2 separate regions of the Manis pentadactyla genome follow, and region 2 is linked to region 1. Evidence: chromatin contacts called from public Hi-C data. All regions are on one chromosome and are shown on one strand. The core of a region is the stretch at or near the end of the contact, and the rest is flanking DNA. Distances in the headings are between cores, read along the strand shown.

The links. A called contact is a pair of places that touch in the nucleus more often than the background predicts.
Region 2: a contact with region 1 is called in a Hi-C map of skin fibroblasts, with 5 times the contacts expected there. The contact joins the promoter of TLK1 here to the promoter of METTL8 in region 1. A contact is called at or near these places in 2 of 3 Hi-C or Micro-C datasets (fibroblasts and skin fibroblasts).

What each region holds. Positions count from the first base shown.
Region 1 is chr6:64,788,657-64,793,717 of mManPen7.hap1, reverse strand. METTL8 (methyltransferase 8, tRNA N3-cytidine) reads right to left here and starts at 2,955. Exons shown (of 8, transcript XM_057503916.1): 1 at 2,495-2,955. DCAF17 (DDB1 and CUL4 associated factor 17) reads left to right here and starts at 3,038. Exons shown (of 13, transcript XM_057503914.1): 1 at 3,038-3,254; 2 at 3,667-3,770. The coding sequence starts at 3,129.
Region 2 is chr6:65,064,025-65,068,539 of mManPen7.hap1, reverse strand. It overlaps TLK1 (tousled like kinase 1), which reads right to left and starts at 1,268. Exons shown (of 21, transcript XM_036917804.2): 1 at 977-1,268. The coding sequence starts at 1,115.

The sequences.
Region 1 (5,061 bases), core at 1,706-4,205:
ACCCCTATGTTTATCACAGCACTATTTACAATAGCCAAGAAATGGAAGCAACCTAAGTGTCTATCAGTAGCTGAATGGATAAAGATGTGGTACATATACACAATGGAGTATTATTCAGCCATAAGAGGAAAACAAATCCTACCATTTGCAACAACATGGATGGAGCTAGAGGGTATTATGCTCAGTGAAATAAGCCAGGTGGAGAAAGACAAGTACCAAATGATTTCACTCATCTGTGGAGTATAAGAACAAAGGAAAAAACTGAAGGAGCAAAACAGCAGCAGACTCACAGAACCCAAGAATGGACTAACATTTGCCAAGGGGAAAGGGACTGGGGAGGATGGTTGGGAAGGGAGGGATAAGGGGGGGAACAAAGAAAGGGGGCATTATGATTAGCATGTATAGTGTGTGTGTAGGGGCACGGGGAGGGCTGTACAGCACGGAGAGGACAAGCGGTGATTCTATGGCACCTTGCTATGCTGATGGACAGTGACTGTAATGGGGTATGTGGTGGGGACTTGGTGACGGGGGGAGTCTAGTAAACGTAATGTTTCTCATGTAATTGTAGATTAATGATAACAAAAAAAAAGGGTAGCCACCAAAAATCTACACTATCATCCTTAATGGTGAAATATTAGAGGAATTCCAATGATAAACATGAATAAGACTATGATGTAAACTTGACATACAACAGAGTCACCACTGCAGATGTGTGGAGAAATGAGGGACCCTTCAATAACTGGTTCTAGGGTTATTCAAGAATGTAGGGAGAAAAAATTAGGGATAATAAATTGGTGTTGGTTTAAGCTGCTGAATTTGTGGTAATCTGTTACACAATACAAAATATACACTCTTTTGACTACTGTCACAAGATTTCAGTTCACACACTTGTGTTCAGGTGTGCACAGGCAAACAAGTGGAGCCATTTGTCATTGCCATGGGCTAATGAGAGAAATGGAGACTATGTAAATGACGTTTGTCAAATTAAGGTCAAGTGAAATCATGACACTGAACAAAGAAAGTTTTTGCAGTGGTTTAAATAAAGAAAAGAGGTAAGTGCATTGAGTAATCTCTCAACACAAGGACAATACAGACAGGCCTTTCTGTAAGGATATCACGACATGGAGGACAGTGAACATTGACTCTTGGAGCATGTTAGATCCAGCAAAAACAGTCTCATTAGAAACAATGTATAAGTATTCATTTGAATTTATTTGTTTTATAGCTTTGCCTCATTTGACTTATAACTCTTTGGGACTTAACAGTTGTATAAAAGATGAAACATAAGGAGTCTATATATAGTTTTATATTTGCATATATTTAACATACTGAATATATTTTAAGCTAACAATAAAGAATCCTGGGTATCTATTTGGGTTTGAGAAATTCTGCTCTGGGTGGTTGGGAACCACTAAAAGATTTTAAAATAGGGAAAGGAGAGATTTGTGTTTTAGAAAAATCACTCCAGCAGCAGTATTAAGGTTTGGAATTAAAAATATTTAAGTAAGACAGAAAAAAGGCTACCTAATACAATAATGTGATAAAATGGTGAGGCCAGGGGTTATGTCCCCACAGGCCACAGAACAGATGGATAAAAGTTAGAATCAAAAGAACTTGGTTGTGTGAGGAAAAGAAGGGCAATCAGAATGTCCTTTGGGTGACTTGGTGGTGAGATAAAGACCACAGGAAGATAAACAGGTGGGGGTGAAAGGGAAGGAGAAAAAGAGAGATGATGGATTCAATTCAGAAATGATTTGAATTTCATTTCAGCCAAAGAAAATTTGTATTTTCTGGATCTCAGTTTTCTCAGTGACAGCTGCATTCATGAATTACCAAATTAACTATTACAGCACTCTCTAAAAATATACAAAGCACTCCACATTACCCTGCAAATAAGTCCTGAAAAATCAGCAAAAGCCCAGGCTGTGAAGAGTTTAAAAGATACGACAAATTTTTACTGAACATTTACACTGTGATCCAACGCACTCACCTAGTAATGCATTTTTTGCTCTCAGTCAGATGAGATCACTTCCCAGAGTTTGCATGACAAGCCCACGTGGGAGATGCAAAGATACCACCCTCAGGGGACTTAACAGCAAAGCAACGAGACACCGCTGGTGCTTGATTACGGAAAATGTGGTGCGGAGAGAACGTTGACCCTACAGGCAGAGCTGGTTAACAGTTATCCTATCTTAGTGCAGTAAGAATGTATCCATTTCATATTTTCTTCCCATTACGGAGAAATTAATAAAAAAAAAAAAAAGACGACAGGAAGGAAAATGCAGCACTTAAAGCAAAAACAGTTTGTGTTCCCGCAGGCCACAGAAGGGCGGCCCTCTGGGAAAAACTAATTCAACCCTAGTTTGGTGGGAATGACAGCATCCTCCACCACTGACTCATACAAAAGCAAAGTGTTTATAGACCCAAAATGTTTAGCCGTCAACCTCATCCACAATATCCAACGTGAGACTGGAGGGAAAGCCGTGGGGCGTACCTTTTGCACAGGACGCTGCTTTGGGAGATCACACTGGACACAGCACCCCTCTCGGCACCCCGCCAGCTCCCAGAGCAGAAGTCTGGGGCTGAAAGGCGCGGGGATCTCGCAGCAGCAAGAGGCAGACCCCCTAGCGCAGGGCGCTCACAGCGAACAGAGACCATGAGGTGGAAGCACAGCGCCTCCAGGGCTCCCGCGCGGGGGAGGAGCGACGAGCTGGGGCGGGGCCTGGTTGCGCCCTCGTGCCCGACGCCTGACGGGAAGTGTAGTTCTGGGAAAAGAAACAGTCTCTCTCAGATGGCGCTGGGAACTACATTTCCCGGTGAGGGACAGCCTCCAGCAGGCCTCGCCTTACGGGGACGTAGCATTGTCCTGTCCGCTGCCGGCTCCAGATCGCTAGGGGGCTTGAGGGGTCAGCCGGGTGGGCGTGGTCTTTCCCTCCCTCTCCGCGTTCGGCGGATCTCCCTGCTCCGATTTCCCTGGGCCCTCTGCCGTACGTCTCCCGTCCCGCTCCACGTGTTAGCTTTTCCGGTGCGCCTCAGAGAACCGGGGCCTGGAGGTTCGGAGGCAGAGGCCGCTGCTCAGCGCGAGAGTGCGGGGCGCTGCCCTCTTCGTACAGCAACCCCGCGCCGCCATGGGCCCGACGCAGAAGCCCAACGTGTGCCGCCGGCTGAGTCGCCGGGCTTTGGGCTGTTTCTCGCGCGACGCAGGCGTGGTGCAGAGGACGAACCTGGGCATCCTGCGGGCGCTGGTGTGCCAGGTGACGGCCCGCCGGCTGGGACCGCGACTAAGGGCAGAGCGCGACCGCAATCAATACTGTAACTATTGAGCTGCAGTTTTTACGCGTTACAGCCCTCTCTTAAGAAGATAACATGCGACGGGTAGTGGGATCCAGGCGCTGAACCTGGGGGATTTGTAAATAGTTATTAATAGGGAATCCGTATGTTTTTAGTTTTAAGCTGCTTATGTCTTCCTGCAAGCAATCTCTAGAAGTTAGTCATCCCGCTAAAACCCGAACGTCAGGGCAGAGTGAGGAAGAATTGAACATGCTGCATTTAAATAACGTATGTGAGATTACGTGGAAAACTGTAAAACCTGTCTTAACTTAAAATTTTGGTACACGATAGAGGCTCATGAGTTATTACCTAAACCGAAATTCTTGTGTCTTTCAGGAAAGTACTAAATTTAAGAATGTGTGGACAACTCATTCCAAGTCACCTATAGCCTATGAGAGAGGAAGAATATATTTTGACAATTATCGGTGCTGTGTTAGCAGGTATCTTTTGGTGAAAATTATTGCTGTAATCCGCCTCGCTGTTGATCTTAACTCTAATTTGTATGGAACCACATGCCTACATTAGTGTTTAGTGAAATAACAGAATGGAAAAATAGGTGCAAAATAACAGTAGGAGAGTAAAATGCATCATGTAGCTTAAAATTTTGCTAAATCTAAAGTTCCTGGCTTCATGTCCGTAAACGCTAATTTAAAACAATCTTACTTTATATAGTGCAGGCAAAATGATAGATGGCTGAGAGTATGATGAAGTATTCTATTCTTGAAAGATACCAAAGTCAAGGCAGCCATGTATCTAATAATTAGAGAAGAATTTCTGTTTCGTTTTGGAAGCACTTGCCTTTGTTTGCTGAGAAAATTTTCAAGTTTGCTTAAGTAGAGAATAGTATGTATACTATACCAACTATCTAAATTCAAAACAACCAAGATTTTGCCACATTTACTTATCTATGCCAATGTCCCCTTTTTGTTAACGTCTTTGTTAAGTAGTCTAAACCATATTTCAAACATGCCATACCTAAGTTTGCTTCTCTAAAATACATGGCATGTTCATTTTTTGCAAAAAGCTTTATTAAAAGAGCTTTATTCATATACCATACAATTCACCCATTTAAAGTGTATATACAGTTCAATTATTTTATTGAAATTAAGTCAATAAATTTAATGAGCAATTGGTGGCTCATATAGGCAATTACCACTACAGTTAGTTTTAGAATATTTTCATCACTTCAAAAACAAACTCCTTATACCCTTTAGCTATTATACTATTACCTCCATCACTCTCAGCCCTAAGCAAATGGTAATCTACTTTCTATCTTATGTTTCACCTATCCTGGACATTTCATAGAAATGGAATCACATAATATACACTCTTCTGTGACTGGCTCCTTAGTAGATTACAAGTTTATTATAAAAGGATGTAATTCAGGAGCAGCCAGATGAGAGAGAGAGACAGGGCAAGGTATGTGGAAAGAGGCACAGAGCTTTCATGCTCCCTGAGCATGTTCTTCTCCCTGACCACGTGGAGATGGGTTCACCAATCTGGGAGCTCTTCTCCTTTTCTAATAGATACATTTCCCAGTAAGTGTTGTTTTTACTGCATCTCACAAATGTCAATATATTTATTCGTTTTCATTTCGTTAAAAACATTTTTACATTTATCTTGAGACTTCTTTGACCCATGCATTAATTAGAAGTGTGTTTAATCTCCAAGTATTTGGGGATTTTCTATCTTTATTACTGATTTCTAATTAAATTCCCTTGTGGTCTGAGA
Region 2 (4,515 bases), core at 19-2,518, 280 kb before region 1:
GAGTGAACCCATTGCTGATGACTACCGCTAAACGTTTTCCAGACAAAAGAGCTTTAAACATGATTCCATGCACATTTATTTTCCCCCCATAAACGCGTGTTCTCCCAAATTTCCTTTTATGTCGTATACTTAAAGTTAAATACAGCAAGTTGAAATTTTAGTATCAATAAGCACTCCTGTGTCTTACTAGCTGTGTAACTGCTACATCTGGTGGCAGCACACTTGCATGCAAGAAACCAGAAAACTTGGAAAACAATTGTAACCGAGCTGGTGCGTGTTTGCAGTAACCTTTACGCAGATTTCCTACAAAATTCGCGACCCTGTCAGAACAGCAGCCTACTTGCAGTAGAGAGAGCACACACAAACGCAGGAGGAGGTGATGGCGAAGCAGAGAAAGTTGCAACCATCTGGAGGGGTGGTTTAAAAACCCTGCCCACGAGTCAGTCTGTCGTTTAAATTGCTCTAGGAGGCCAAGCAGGGGATCAAAGTCGGCTTTGATAATTTCAGAGGCTTTCCCCAAAGGGCAGAGACCCTGCAAGCCGTGGGCATCCTCCAGGTCCCCGGCAGCAAGGTTCGCAGGGCCAGGACCGCCTCTATGGGAGGAGTGCGAAAGGGAAGGGGAGGGGGCTCAAGGATGAATGCTTCAACGGGGAGGGAAAACCCACCAGAGACCAGAGGCCAGGAGGTTAAGAGTACTGAGTGTACTAGTAAATGGAGCAGAAAGGGGCTCGCGTCCAGGGCAAGACTTACCACGCTAGCAGGACTGGCTCTCAGGAACCCCCGGCAAGGCTGTACGCCTCGCCCCGTCCCCGTCAGAGCGCACCCCCTCGCCGTCTCCTCCGCCACCCGCGAACCACCACCCACAGCCAGCGCACTACCTCCCGGGCGCCCAGCGGCCTCCCCTCCCCTCGCCACCATCCCCCACCGGGGGTCGGGCAGGAGGAGACCCGGGGGGCGCGGGCGCGACGGTGCTTACCTTCCCTGGGTCTCCCAGATGGCGGCGTGTGATTCAGCAGGGACCTGGCCGCCGCCGCCGAGCCCGGGGTTGGAGACGTGGAGAGCTGGGACCAAGATGGCGGCCCCTCCAAACTTCCACTGCTACTTTGGACACTCATCAAGCTACTTTCTGGGAACCCGACTCCCCCCCTGCGACGGCAGCGGCGGCAACGGCACCGGCACCCGCCTCCGTCATGGCGGGGGCCGCGCTGAGGGCGAGCGGGAGAGCGAGGGCAGGGAGGGGAGAGTCAAGGGGGTAGGGGAGGAAACCAAGAGGGGGAGGTGAGCAGGGAAAGAGGTGAGGGGAGGAGAGGGGACGGGGAGGAGGGAAAGGGGGAGACGCGAGGGAGCAGGAGGGCGCGCCGGGGAAGAGGCGGAGGCAGAGAGCGCGGAGGCGTCGAGGGGGCGTCCGCTGGGGCGCGGGCGGAGCGCGGGCTGCGCCGGCCGAGACTTCCGCGAGCGGAACCTGCCGGCACCTCTGCAGTGCGTCGGCGCCCGGCGTCGCCTGGGTGGCGGCGGCGGGCAGTGGGTGGCGGCTGAGGCGGCGGGGTAACCTCTGCATCAGTTTCAGGCGGCGGCGGCGTCACGCGCCGCCTGTGCAAACACTATCGCGAGGCTCCTGCGCCTCCGGTAGCAGTGGCGGCCGCGGCAGCAGGCATGGGGGAGGGATCTGCTAAGGGCTGGGGGCTGGGGGTGGTGCGCCGAGCGCCCCGCTCCCCGGCGCCTCGCAGCGCGGCCCCGGAGCCTTGGCCGGCGGGCTCGCGGACGCTGGGGCAGCCTCCCGGCTCCGGCCGGAGGGAGGCGCGCACCGTACGCGCCCCCGCCGCGCCTTGGGCTTGGGCTCCCGCTCGGTTGCCACCTGACTCCCCCTCTCTCCTTCGGAAGCGCGCTTGGCTCTCGACCCACACCCAGCCTGGGAGAAATGCTTCTGCTCTCGCTGGGCCGTTGTTTCTAAGGAGTTCGTTGTGATCATTTCTCAAAATGGAACTGAAAAGTTGAGAGTTGCGTCTTACTGTGCAAAAGAATCTTGTGTGCGTCTCCCCGTTTGCAGAATGAGAATGATTACCAAGTAAACGAGCAAAGAAAATAAGTTGGGCGGGTGGGGAAGGGAATACAAATAAAACTTTATGTATTTTCTAAAAAGAAACCTTAACCGGTGTCGTGCAGTGTATGTGTGGTATAACAATTATTTGTTTTAAAACTAAGTGGAAAAGCTAAAGAGAAAATTTTGATTACGAAGTGCACATATTTAGGGAAACTAGTGTTCATCTTGTAGAAGAGGGATGGTTTCTGGAAAGTTCCAATTTGTTTCCAGTGCTGTTGTTGAGTTCCGGCTACAAAATCCCAAGGCAAATTACAGCATTTGCTAAAATTTATAGACACAGTGTAGTTTTCTACACACCCACACATGTACAGACACACCAACCAGGGGTTGGGAACCTTGTACATGAAAAGAGCCCTTTAATGAAAAATACAACAAGGTTACTGCTCCTTTTAAGAAACCAAATTGAATAGAGCACTGAAAAGATTATGATATAGAGCAACTGTAGAGGCATGAGGAAATGGCATGATTACCAGGGGGACAAAAATGTCATTTCTATCTTTCATTTTTATGACTTTGCATTTCTCATAGTAATGTTTTATTCAGATAAACTATCATACAAGAAGAGAACCTTCGTTGCCATCTTCAGAAGTAATTTTAGTTTTCTTAGGCTACAAATTCTTAAGGGAGTTTTTTTTAGTCATGTTCTTTTTCAAACTTAAGAGGTATATCTCACAAATTAAGCAGCTTTAGTGAGATATAATTGACATGCAATATAAGCTGCACATATTTAAAGTGTACAGTTTGATACGTTTTGGCATGTATACACTCCTGAAACCATTTCTACAATCACATTAATGAATATATCCATTAGCCTCCAAAGTTTCCTCTACCCTTTTGAGGTTCCTCTTTGACTCCACCCCCATCCCTAAGAAACCACAGATATACTTTCTGTTACTTAGGTTAATTTGCATTTCCCAGAATTTTAGTCAAACAGAATCATACAGTTTGTACTTATTTTGTCTGGCTTCTTTTACTCAACATAATTATGTTGAGATTCATCTACATTGTTGAATTTATCAATAGTTTATTTCTTTTTTTAAATGAGTATGCCATTGTATGAATATACCATACTTTGTTTATACATTCACCAGTTGATGGACATTTGTGTTATTTCCACTTTTTGACCAGTAATGCTACTATGAATGTTTGTGTACAAGTCTGTGTGTGGATGTATGCTTTCCTTTCTCTTGAATACATACTTAAGACTTTACCATTACATTTTTATAGCAAAGTACATGTACTCTAAGGGAAACAGTTCCTATAAGGACTTGTAGGTAAATGTGTGCTCTTCTGTATTTTAAAAAAGTAAGCTTAGCTCATTGTGGTAAAAAGAGCTAGGACAGGAAGGAAGTCAAGAGACCTAGGTGTTAGTCTCAACTAGTTACAACCTTTGTTGATTCAATTTCCTTATTTATTAAAAAGAGAGTCACTAGGTGATCTCTAACACTTCTACCAATTCCAAGACCTTACACAGAGATCTGATGATAGGTTATCTTCCTCCCACTCTACAGAGCTTCAGATAACCTTCATAGCAGCCAGGGTTACATTTTATGCAGATTGACTCTTTTTATTTTAATTGGTAATTAAAAGATCACAGCATAATCCAATTACTTTAGATATATTTTTGTTATGAGTGTTGTCCAAGAAGGACAATTAAGTGATTGATTCCTGCTTTCTTGTAGTTTATGATGTAGTTACAATATACTTATAAGGCCGCAACTGCTAAGAATATGGAACTAAATAGACTGTTTTAGCCTGAAAATGGTATGTCATGCTGTCACTTAAAATCATTTTCAAAGAATACTGAAAGAGATGATAAAATTTTCAAGCCAGCAAAAAAGTACATATGATGCCTGTTTGTACATATGCATAACAAATGACTGCAAGGATGCATCCCAAGAAGTTAATATTGGCTAGCCTTGGATTGTGAGATTATGTAATTATTCTTTCCTTCTTTATGCTTTTCCAAACTTTGTACAATGAATCATGTATTTCTTGAGTAATTAAGCATAAAAAGGCCTGGACACAAGTTGAGCAAATACATAATTTCATAAAATGATTATGAGAAGTGAAAACTTAACGGTAAGTAAAGGCTACCCCACACCTTGCACATTGGCTTCTAAAAATGTTTGATAGTGAAATAGATGGGATGGGTATAGTGATAGCTTGCACAATAGGAAAAGACACAAAAAGTCAGGAGAGTCCAGATTCAAACAGAAAGGAACATCTGCCACTGTGGGGAAGGTGTTCTCAAGAAGGAGAAATCTCAAGAAAAGCAAGATCATTGGAAGGAGGATTTTGGCAAACTTACTAAGGGAAATATTCCCAGAGGGAAAACCAGCCTGGAAACAAAAGAGTAACTGAAAAGTAGAAGGAGAATACAGTAAACCTGCCTAGAGAGAATTGGGGAAAGC